Linked DNA regions of Rattus norvegicus: region 2 is linked to region 1. Evidence: chromatin contacts called from public Hi-C data. All regions are on one chromosome and are shown on one strand. Each heading gives the region's core, a stretch centred on a gene start, on an enhancer-like site or on the middle of the called end of the contact. The rest is flanking DNA. Distances are from core to core; before and after follow the strand shown.

Region 1 (5,709 bases), core at 1,520-4,019:
TCAGGGAATGAAGACCCAGAGAGACCTCCCAAAAAGTCAGGGACTTTTCAGCATACGGAAGTTCGGAGGGAAATGGGACTCCAGGGAAACACATTAAACCCCTGGAATTAAATGACAGCAAGATATGGGAGAAACTACAGCTCTCGGGATCTGTCTAGAAAATCTGCTGGGACTGAGAACTATGGCCAGGTACAGGGATGGGTGGAGGGGAGGCAGAGTGACTGCACCCAAGTCTCTCCAAACTGCGTCCTTTCCCCCAGTAGGAACACTGATAATGAATTGAAATACCGTTCACAGCCCAGACACAAATAATCAAACCTTAGCTAGAACCTGTCTACGTCAGCCATTCAAATAAACCATGCTCTTAGGACGAGGTTTTTAGGTTTCATACTCATTTTGCTGGGAGTAAATAATAGCAAATTAGAAAATGCCACTCACCAAGCCACTGCCAGAGGCTCTTTTAGACCTCGCTATTCATATGCAAATGCCTTTCTGTTGGTCTAGAGGTCTATCACACGCCCTCCCTTTTCGTTCTCCAGGAAGATTCAGTAAGATACTTTCCTATCAGAGGACTTGTTCGGGTTTAAGGGCACATAGGGTTTAAAATGGAAGGATGGAAAGCGATACTATGCATTATGGTTGGACGGGAAACGTGCCTTAAGGGATCATGAACCCTTGGTCCCCACGTGGTGGCAGTGTTTTGGAAGGTGGTAGAACCTTAGGAGGTGAGACCTAGCTGCAGGGGGTGGATCACTGGGGGTTGGGGAGTGGGGGTTGGCACTAGGGTTATAGGTCAGTCTCTTTTCTACTGATCTCTGTGCTCCCCAGAATGTCCAGATATGAGCAGGCCTTTCCCCACCATGCCAAGCCAGCTCCCCTCAAACTGTGAGGCAAAGCAGGTCCTTCCTAAAATTTATTCTTTCAGGAATTTTGTCACTATTATGAGATAAGTTACTAATATGTTAGGTAAGTGGAAACCGGAAGAGTAGGTGTTGGTATTCCGTCTAAGCTCCACCCCCACAGTTACCTGGCAACAGCCAGGTATGCTCCGCCCCACATTTACCTGGCAACAGTCAGCTATGCCTAACTCACTATAAAATGGCTGTTTGCCCCCTCTTCATCCTCTTCTCTTGCTCTCTTGCTCTTTCCCTCTTCCCCTTTGTCCCTTCTCTCCCCATTCCCCTCCCCACTTCCCTCCACATGGCCGGCCTTTACTCCTCTCCTCTTCTACTCCTCTTCTCCCCTTAAACCTTTCCACATGGAACCACGTTGGCCTGTTGTGGTTTTTCCGGCCGGGAGCCGAGATTTCTACCCTAATAGTAGGGAGAGTTAGAATGTATCAAGAGACAATGGTCATTATGTAACAATAGGGACTGTATCCATCTAAAGGACAAAAAAGCTGCAGTATCGGGCAGCCTGGCAGGCAAAGAAAATGCGAAGAAAACGAAGAAAATGGAAGGGGGTGATGGCTGGTGGCCTACAGTCTTGATCGCAGTCAAAGAGCCAAACAAACCCACCAACCAGCCACAAGACCATCTTGTCTAATTCCCACCATGAAATTTCACTTTGACTGTTGAGCTGAATTGGAGAGGGGTCTTACAATGTCTCTGGCTCACCCACAGTCCCCTCTAATGCCTCTCAGACAAATGCTGCTTCTGCAGGGCCCTTGCAGTGGCCCAAACACAGGGAAATTAGAAGGAAGTCACAGTGCCAGCGTCATTTCACAAGGCTCTATCTAACAGGATTTAAATGATACTCAGTGAGGAAAGCCATGGACATTTATGTGTTAATGCGTAACCATCAGTGTATAGAAATGGTATAAAAGCATTCAGCGCCATTAAAATCACATCTGACTGTTCTGTTTGTTCCCTTTTGACACCCTCACCTGCCCTTGTAGCCGCTCCAGGAACGCATCAACTCATTGCAACTCTCTTGATGAAAAAAAAAAAAGGAACACATGCCATGGGGGTGGAACCCGTGAACCAAGAGTCCCAATGGATGCTGAAATCCAGGTTGTAGTCTAAACCCAGATTATGCCACGATTTTGATTCAATAACTAAGATGGCTTCCAAGGGATTATCAGACAGGTAACACATACGGTGTGCCCACGTGGGATAGAAAGGCGGTTCCCACCCCCAGGGTGATACAGTGGGCCCTCTGGGACTCCTGAATTATTTCGTTTATTTTTGATGTTGTTGTTCAATGGTCTATGAAGTAGACCTCAAGTACCTGAAGTAATGGGAAGAGAAACCAAAGGGATTATTGTCCTTTGCTGGGGAGAATGTGATACATTTGGCTAGGTATCATGACAGGACTTTTACAGAATTAAGTGAGGAGCTGTGTGGGCATGTGTGCTCATATGCGTGCGTGTGCAGACGCCCACACACAAGTGTGAGAATGTGGAGGTCTAAGGTTGACCTTTCTTTATGCTCGTCTGCCTGGTTGCTTGAGACAATGTCTGACTCTCTCTCTGAATCAAGAACTCAACATTCAGCTAGACTACCTGGCCAGCCAGCCCTGGGGACCTTTCCACCTCCACGGTCTCTGTGCTGGTGTGCACCACTGAGGTCAAATATGCACGGCGAGTGTTTTCCCAATGGAGCCCTGTTCCCAGCTCCTCCCATATCGGTTTTGTGAATGTTCCAGGTAATAATGTCAGTTAACTCTACAGCGGTTACCTAAGTTTGTGCAATGTTCTTTTGAAGGCTGCCCAAAGCCCTGTGCATACATGAACCCAACAGACGTAAGCTTCTGCATCAGATAACAGAGCCGGCTCCCAAGTGGATAAAGGGATAAAGGACAGAGAACACAGCTGGGGCACTAGGGATAGAGGATGAGTCAACACTGTCCAGTTCTAATAGCGGAACCTCTTTTCTATGTGAGGAACCTCTTCTGGTTGGTTTAAGGGAGACCGACCACCCTGACTCCCAAACCACACATCACCCGTGTTCCTGAAAAGCCTCCTCCTCTCACAGTGTGGACCGACGAACCCTAAGGTTTCATGTCAACTGCATTTGGGGGCTGGAAACAACTTTGCCTTTCAGCTTTTCATTTAGTAACAGAAAGCAAGCAGGCTTCTGATTGGCTCCTGCAGAAAGTTCAGTCGGCATCTGTTTGGGGCTGGGTCCTCTCCTGTGTGACCTGTCTGTGCGTTGACAGGGAGTCAGGGGCTCTGGCTCAGTTGTTTTTATCCTCACTGGGTGCCGGTTTTGCTGTGCTCCAAGTGACTCCTCACCTAAGCTTCTGGCTTAGAGTGAGTCAGGGAATCTGTTCAGAGACAGGCCTAGTTGGGGTGGGGACATGGGGACCTCTCGGAGTGGGGACGATCTCAACAGTGCTGGAAAGCTGTATGTTCCTATGGGTATGAGAACGAGGGCACCCTAGACACAAACACCTGACTGGTGATATGTTTTTATAGAATAGTATAATTTAAAAAAAATAATTGTACATTTTCAGTTTTAAAAACATTATCAAAGAAAACCCAAAAGGTACAATCAAAGTAGACTTAAGTCTTGTCCCATCACCAACACATAATTTAATGTATGCTATCCACCTGAGTAGTGACATCATAATATCTTAGCTTGACTGCTACTCACAAGCATAATTATACACTGTGAGTATGTTCCCAGATAATGATGTTATTTATAAAAACATGAAACTTACTTTGTTGGGAACGATTTCTTAAATATGTGATATTGGAATACCACCAAGTTGTATTTTGCTGTGGGCTATAACGACCAGTGTAGCCAAGAGAAAACACTTTAGTAAGTCCTTCCTGGTGCTAACTGACAGTGGAGAAAGCTGAACCTCTAGGGAGGTGGAGGAGACTTACACAATGTTGCTTAAAGGAGATACTACTTGGCGACGTAGGTGCAAACTGTCGGCAGTACCAGACTCAGGATGACCCCAGTCAAGGCAAGAGCTTTATTGAGCTCCAAGGGTTTGCTGCACGAGTTTGCAGAGTTCCTATCACGTTACAGACTTACTGTGTTTTTTAAACTGGTGCTCCCATCGAAACAGCTAAGCTGAGCTAAGTGCTCTAAGTACATTCGAGGGAATGTGCTGTATGTAACACACAGTCTTCTCCAGCTATCCCAAAGGCCTTACGTCGTCTTTCTAAATAACCAACAATTCAAACCAGGGCCACATTAGAATGGATTATCAGGAAACTGGCTGTCGAGAAGGAACCAGGGCTCCTCTACTGAGGGCTTTACTACTGGAGTTTTATTACTGGCATATACATGTCCACTGTCCTTACAAATCTCCTGCAAACTTCACAGACCGGCTGGCTCCAGTGGGAAGCAGCTACTTCCTAATTGTTCATGAAACCCCTTGACAAGAGTGATTCAGGGAGGTGGGTTTGGGGACCGCTGGCTTTTTCCTCACAGTGAACGGGCAAGCATACTGTGCATCATGTTTGTAAAGATCTTAGTAGCCGTGAGGGATGGCTCAGTTACCGCGCTATGTCTCCTTAAATACAATTATCCAATTACCAGGATTATGGTATCTGGAAGGTGTTAAGATCTCAACAGGCTCATAGTTTAGGACAATTCATACCAACGAGTTAGGCTCATGACAGATACATTACTTAAATCACGCCTCCGCCTTTACAGAGAACTTCTCGAGCGAAGGCTCCTGCTTATTAAGTGCTTATTTCTTTGGTCAGATATGAGGCGGGTTCTGTCCGAGTTAATGCCGGGCTATCCGTCTCATCTCTGTATGGTCGTGAACAAAGTGCTCGTTAAGATTACACAGAGCTCCTGCTTCCCCAGATCCGTCTCCCAGGAGGACTTTATAAACTAAATTACAGGTATAGGCACCATATTACAGTTTTCTCCACCCTCAAGTTCGCCTGATGTCAGGATCCATTATTTTATTTTTTCTGCACTTTTGTGAATCTGTATTAAGTTTGTTTTGATGTTTTTAATACCTGAATGATTCGTGTGTGTGTGTGTGTGTGTGTGTGTGTATGTGTGTGTGTATGTGTGGGTGTGTATGTGTGTGTATGTGTGTGTGTATGTGTGGGTGTGTATTTGTGTGTGTGTATGTGTGGGTGTGTATGTGTGTGTATGTGTGTGTGTGTGTAGCAAGTGTGTTTTTCAGTATAATATTTTCTTTATATGATATTCTAAGTAATGAAGGCAAGCTAAAATACAGGTTATCTAGGGCAAACTTAAGATCACCAATCATTACATTTTTCAGAGCGTCAAGTCAATTTATAAACACCTGTTTTATCTACCATAGTTCTAAGTAACCCTTTCTTGGTTCATAACAAACACACTTCTGTCAGCAAGGTAGTGACCCTAGGAGGGTGAAACCTGGGAGTTCAGAGACACATGCTATTCGATGGCACCTAATTCCAGTCCGTCAGAACAGACCCTGGCTCTGAGCGAGTGTCTTTCTCTCTCCAAAGCTACGGTCACTTGCTGATATAATATTCCGTCACCCATTCTTTGCTTTGAGGATTTATTTTATTTTTATAATATATGTGTGCTTGTGTGTGAGTGTTTTTCTCATGAATGCAGTTTTCACAGAAGTCAGAAGAGGGCGTTGGATCCTCTGGGGCTGCTGTGTGCCGTTGTGAGGTGCCCTAAGGGTGCTGGGAACTGAACCCAGGTTCTCTGTAAGAGTAGGCAGCACATTTAACTTATCTTCCCAGCCTCTCCACCTCCCCATCCCCCATCTCCAGGCAGGGTTTCTCTGTGTAGC
Region 2 (5,709 bases), core at 1,641-4,140, 100 kb after region 1:
GAGAAAAACGTGTGCATGTTTTGGAGTGTGCGGTAAGACAAGCAAGCTCAGATTCGTCTCGGGTACCAGTTCAGATCTTAAGCACCATCAACGGTTTCATTATTCCCCCCTCCCTTTTTTCCATCCCCGTGAGTGTATCTGCTGTTGAATCGTGGCCATTGATTAGCTCTCTAGAATGAGGTCATCAGAGAGCAACTGACTCTTCTCTGTACTCTTCCTACCAGCCACAAGCAATCGTAGCCATGGTGCTGAGAATTACGTTGATCTAGTGCAAAAGTTTCTCTAAAAGACCTAAAGGAGAATGCTGGTACACGTTTACTGCTGGTGGCTGTCATTTTATGACACAGATATACAAATATAATACACTAACTTTTATATGCACTCTGCTTTAATTGGATAATTAAAGGTTGTTAGGTATCCTGTACTACTGGGTACTAACCATTCAAACAGAACCAAACTCATCGCTCCCACTCTAGGAATAAAGCCTGACTGGAAATCAGAGGAGGAGGAGCCAACTCGGATTCTTTCATGGAGTGCTTGCTGTCTGTACTTGCACGGTCTTTGGTATATTATAGCACCCCAAACCCACTAGAGGTCCAGCCTTTGATTTAGCATTCATTATAAAAACCAAAGCTCAGTACGGTACATGGAAGAGCATGAGTCTCAGGATTTGTGTTCAAATGCCAGCTCTCCTGTAAGGCTCCGAATGGCGTGTGCCTCTCTTTTCTCATCTTTAGAATGGATCCAAAGTGGCAACTAACTAGAAGCACTTTTTTTTTTGAGAGAATAAAGTAGCATTCATAATTCTCACAGCCTGATAGGTTGCACATGCTCCATTAACATCCCGTGGTGTGACCCCAAACCAATCTATCAATATCTAATTTTAAAAAAAAAAATCACTTTATATCTGCTCAGGAAACATTGTGTGATATTAACCCATCATGAGTTCTGAGTCACTGGAGGGTAGGAACCCTTTCCTGTTTCCTACCCGTAGCTTTTAACCTTTAGGAATCCACTCACCCCAATCATTCCATTACACCATAAAAAACAAGGAGCTGCCTCCCAGGTTCTAAATATGAGAAATAAAACACAGACAGAGATACGGTGTTCGTATAAAGAATGACCCACTCTCGGTGGTAATTCACCAAGAGTAACCATTATCCCAAAAGAACGTGTCAGTGGCTGACACTACATGTAAAGAAGACAGTTCATGTAGGTCTACATGCTGTTTCTAACATACGTCCTTTATACACACGCGGAGAAACAAGTACAGCCTGCATATGACAGATTCCCGTCACTTACTAAGTCCCAATGTCTACAGGATCATATACCTAATACCCAACACACCCCCACGGTAAGAAGTTTCTGAAGAGAAAACTTCAGAGCTGGTTCCTACTCTGCACTGAATGTATTTTTAAATCCAGCCACCAGGGATACTTTTGTTTCTATTCAAGTGAGACTTGCACACAGAGTTCATGGAGTGACTTAATATCCTTCCTGAAACCAGACTGGTATGCGGCCCCAGTATCCTTCACACATAGCCAGTTCCTGAACCTTCCCAAACAAATGCCGATTTCCAAGGAGACAATCTCGTTAAAGGCCGCTGCTAGAATATGTATTGTTCCTTTTGGAGACATTACAGTAAGATCTTTTAAGATTAGAGACTTTAACTTCCCCTCTAAAATTCAATATAATCTCAAATTCATTTATCTAACTGGGAACTGTTTTCATAATAGCTCTTGAAATTCCTGGTAGGGCCAATGTAATGGTTCAGTTAGGTCTGTAGTTAGGAGCGAGGTGACTATTTACTGACTGTGGATAGATGTGTCTGTCTTTTAAATGGTTACCAGCTCAGTGGCTCACTTCCCATTCTTTGGATTTCTACCACACAGGGACATGTTTTAAGCTTTAAGCCTTAAAAAAAAATCATGAGTTTTATTAATGTTCAGGGTACAAGAGTTTTTAATTTTTTTCCCCGAGAATAGAAAAGGATCAGTTAGTCTGAATCAGTACTGTCAACTTGCCTTAGGAAGCCAGGGCTAAGGGTGTGTACTCATAGGCTCTGTTTTGAGGTGAAGAGTCACATTTATCCTTTAGCAAGAAAGCCATGTCAACAAATCAGTGGTAACTATCCACACAAACACACAGACAGGAAGAGAATGTAATTCAAGTTGTCAGTCCGATGGCCTTAAGGTAAGATTCCCGGTGTTTTCCTTCAATGAAGATGTACTATAAACCCTGGGCATTAGCCACCAGCTCTCTGCTCTCTCCCCAATTAAACAAACAAGTGTCCACTTTTAAATGTGACCAGAGTATGAGTTTACCTGCAGAAAAGTTCCCCAAGACACACACTGAGTAAACCTTCCTCACTTGCTCTGTTGACACATGGAGGATTAGGAATTCATGATTCACGTCCTGCTGGAAATATTTTTGTGAGTTAGGCGGCGCTCAGTGCTGTGACAGACTGCTTAGAATCGAGGTCTAAAGTTATTTGAAAGAATTCCACGCAGCGTGGCATAAGAATCCGTGCGGTGTACAGTGCAAACAATAACTTTGCAAGTAGCAAAAGACGGAGCCAACAGAAATAAGCGGCACCTTGGCAGTGCCCGCAACTCACCTTGCTGAATTTTAGTCACTAGGTGATGGCGCGCTAGGATCCGGCTCATCCTGTAGGGAGAGCGTCTGGCAGTCTGATCAAATCGCAAGTACATCTCCTGGCTCTCAGGTGTCAAGGGATTTAGACAGTAGCAGCCTGCAGCCGGCGTCCTGGGCACCTGACTGAACATCTCGGGAGAGTTTCCACTGCCACCTCAGCTGCCGGTGGCTGTTCGCAGCTGTCTCCAGCCTCCGGCAAAGACACCAAGCCCCAGGAGAGAGCCACAGACCCAGCGATTTTTAAAAAGAAAAAGGAGTGCCAAAAGCCGCAAGTCAGAATTCCAAACCCTCCGGGGCTCTCACGTGACCTCGGGAGCCAATCACAGGAGGAGGAGAAAGTACTGGGCGTGTTCCATCAGCCCAAAGCTGACCGCGAGGCTGCACTAGCAGCTGAGATCCTTCATGCTAATAGCTATTAGAGAATTAGAAGCGCCTGGGGCTCACCAAGCCCCCCCCCCCCAACACCAGAGCTGAGAGAGGAGAGGGACACAGAGAGGACAGGAGGGGCCGAACACGCCCTGGCGTAGGAACTTTTTGAGGTTATGAAAGACAAAGTTTTTGGCTTTACTAAAGTCAGCGGCAACTAGGTTTAATTAAAAAAAAAACAAAAGAAGGTAGCCGTGTTACCTGCAGCTGTGTATTTGAAATACACCATTTAAAGTAAGTACGGGTCGCTGGGGATAAAATACTAGCCTTCATCACAACGAAATTAATGAAATAAAACGTTTCTAAAAAAAAACAAACTTTTGAATCCTATGTTGACACTAGGGGTAAATAAAGACCCTCGGGACCACCATTGGACAGGGGAGCTAGAAAAGATGCTCTTCTTACAGAGAAGACCTAAAGAGACAACCTGAACACCCAGCCCTGCTCCTTTAATTTGTCCACTTCCTCCAGTTTTTCATCACCACTAAACAACTGCAAAGTACTAGTCATATGGAAGCCGCTGCCAAGAATCACTACACAGGATGCAGGTGGCCTTTCAAAGATCCTGGGTAGGCTGCTGGTCCACGGGGAACTAGTGGGAACTTATAGTAAGTGCTAATAAAGGCTTATAGAGAGCATATGTCTCAATTTAAAAAGAACACGAGAGAGGAGACTAGCATAATGCTAGTCGAACAACATTATTTCTGACTGGAGGGGTGGTAACAAGTCAGACCCAGCCAGAGAGACTGGTTTTAAAAAACAGAACCAAAATTCCCAAACCAAAAAACCATGACAGAAACAAAGTCCAGGAGTTCTGACAGGAGAAGCTGGGGAGAGCTCTCTCTGCAGGAGAGTTCTGTATCCACAGGCACGAGAGCCAGAGGGTGTGGGTAAAGAAACTGCTAGTCAGTTTAACCATAGCTGAGAAGCCATATGCAAGCCATCAGAATTTCTCCTCCCCAGCTCTTTGCTCTTTACAAGTGGTTGATGCAAACAAACAAGCACAAACATAAACAAAAAACCCTCCACCACCATCACCATCACCATCACCATCACCGCCACCACCACTACCACCACCACCATCACCATCACCATCACCAAACAACAACAACAAAAGGTAGAAAACTTAATGAATTCTAAGCCTGGAATTGAACGAATAGAATTCTTTGGATTCAGAAGCGTGTGTGTGCACCACAGAGAGAGAGAGAAAGAGATTGGTCTTACTTTTGGCTGACTTAAAATGAAACCTAGCCTAGCTAATAACTAAACACTTTGAGCAGAAAGTTTAACTGGGAGGGGGAGAGATGGTTCAGCGGCTGAGAACTCTGGCTATTCTTCCACAGTACCTGGGTGGGATTCCTAGCAACCAAATAGCAATTCGCAAGGGCCCAGGGTTCTAGTTCCAGGGACCGGATAACCTTTTCTGGTGTCTGTCGCTGGTACACACACATACACTCAGGCACATAGGCATACGCATAAAATCAGCAAACTTTTTAAAAGGTTTAATCCAACTCCTCCTCATCAGCATTTAGTGCCTTTCCATGTGGAAATTTTTGCTGGCCTGATTTTTATAACTTTCTCTCATGATAATAGCGAATGAGCCTCATTTGATGACTATGCAAAAAGAGGCAAGATAATTTTCAGGCAGAAAAGGGGAGAATGTTACAGGATCATATGTTGCTTTGTGTTCTTGCTGGGATCTGAGGAGTTTGTTCTCCATTGATTTGTGGAAGGTTCAGAGGTGTGTGTGTAAAGCTTGGTAAGTCAGAAGCGGCTGTGTGAACAGTGAAGACGTTAAACTCCGGAACACAGTAACAGATGCCATTAGCCGAGCTCACAGAATCAGCGTTGGCTCTCGTGGGACTGAGACTCTACTTTGGGTATGTCAGCTTGACAGTCCAGAACGGGGGCATCCAGCCAGATGTGAGGAGTCATCACCGTCTCACTCTGGGGGAATGGAAGACGGGTGGAGAAAGAGAGAAGGAATGGCATGGTGTTTGGGAAAATGAGAAACTGTGTTTCAAGAAGCTAAGCAAGGCAGGAAATAGTGTGTAGTCACTTTATAGCTATGAAGAACCCTTGAGGACTGGACATCCCAGCTGCCAAGATCGTAATTCATTGCTCTCTTGGCTACATTTTTAAAATAAATGGAGTGAATCTCAGAAGCACTATAGTAACTGAAAAAAAATAAATGTGACAATATTGCCCGGTCCCTTGTATAATGAGGAATGCGCTCTGAAAGAGCCTAGGATACCTTACTCTGAAAACATCAAGATCGTAACTATGTATTATTGAATATGTGGGGCATCAACATGAAAACAATGTTGCATCGCTGGGCAATAGAGAACAAACACTGAACTGGGGGGAAAGGTTAGATTCTTAATTGATAGAAATGCAATTTAGAACAAAGCCTGACCTCTAGAAGGCCAGCTTTGATTTTTTTTTTTTTTAAAGAGCAACCAAGGATAGGAGCCTCGTTTCCTCCACACCATAAGCGACACCCTAAGGTCTTACATTAGAGCCCAGGCAGTATCCGTTAATCCAGTCAACTGCCCGCTGTGTTTTTGCCACCTTATATTTCTAGAGCAGTTTATTTGAAGTAGATGGGTTGAGAATTTGTTTTATAAT

The links. A called contact is a pair of places that touch in the nucleus more often than the background predicts.
Region 2: a contact with region 1 is called in a Hi-C map of hepatocytes, with 1.7 times the contacts expected there. The contact joins the promoter of Stard13 here to the enhancer-like site in region 1. A contact is called at or near these places in 2 of 12 Hi-C or Micro-C datasets (hepatocytes and kidney).

Annotation. Positions count from the first base shown.
Region 1 is chr12:5,464,927-5,470,635 of GRCr8, forward strand. The region is part of intron 1 of Stard13 (StAR-related lipid transfer domain containing 13); the gene reads right to left. Among named protein-coding and RNA genes, the nearest start is that of Trnap-agg21, 8.3 kb to the right of the region's middle. Within about 2 kb of position 2,770, at least 3 of the 93 cell types and tissues checked have an H3K27ac peak or open chromatin away from gene starts, as enhancers often do. A contact at or near this core is called in hepatocytes, where this site is marked.
Region 2 is chr12:5,567,301-5,573,009 of GRCr8, forward strand. Stard13 (StAR-related lipid transfer domain containing 13) reads right to left here and starts at 2,891. Exons shown (of 14, transcript NM_001109060.1): 1 at 2,618-2,891. The coding sequence starts at 2,786.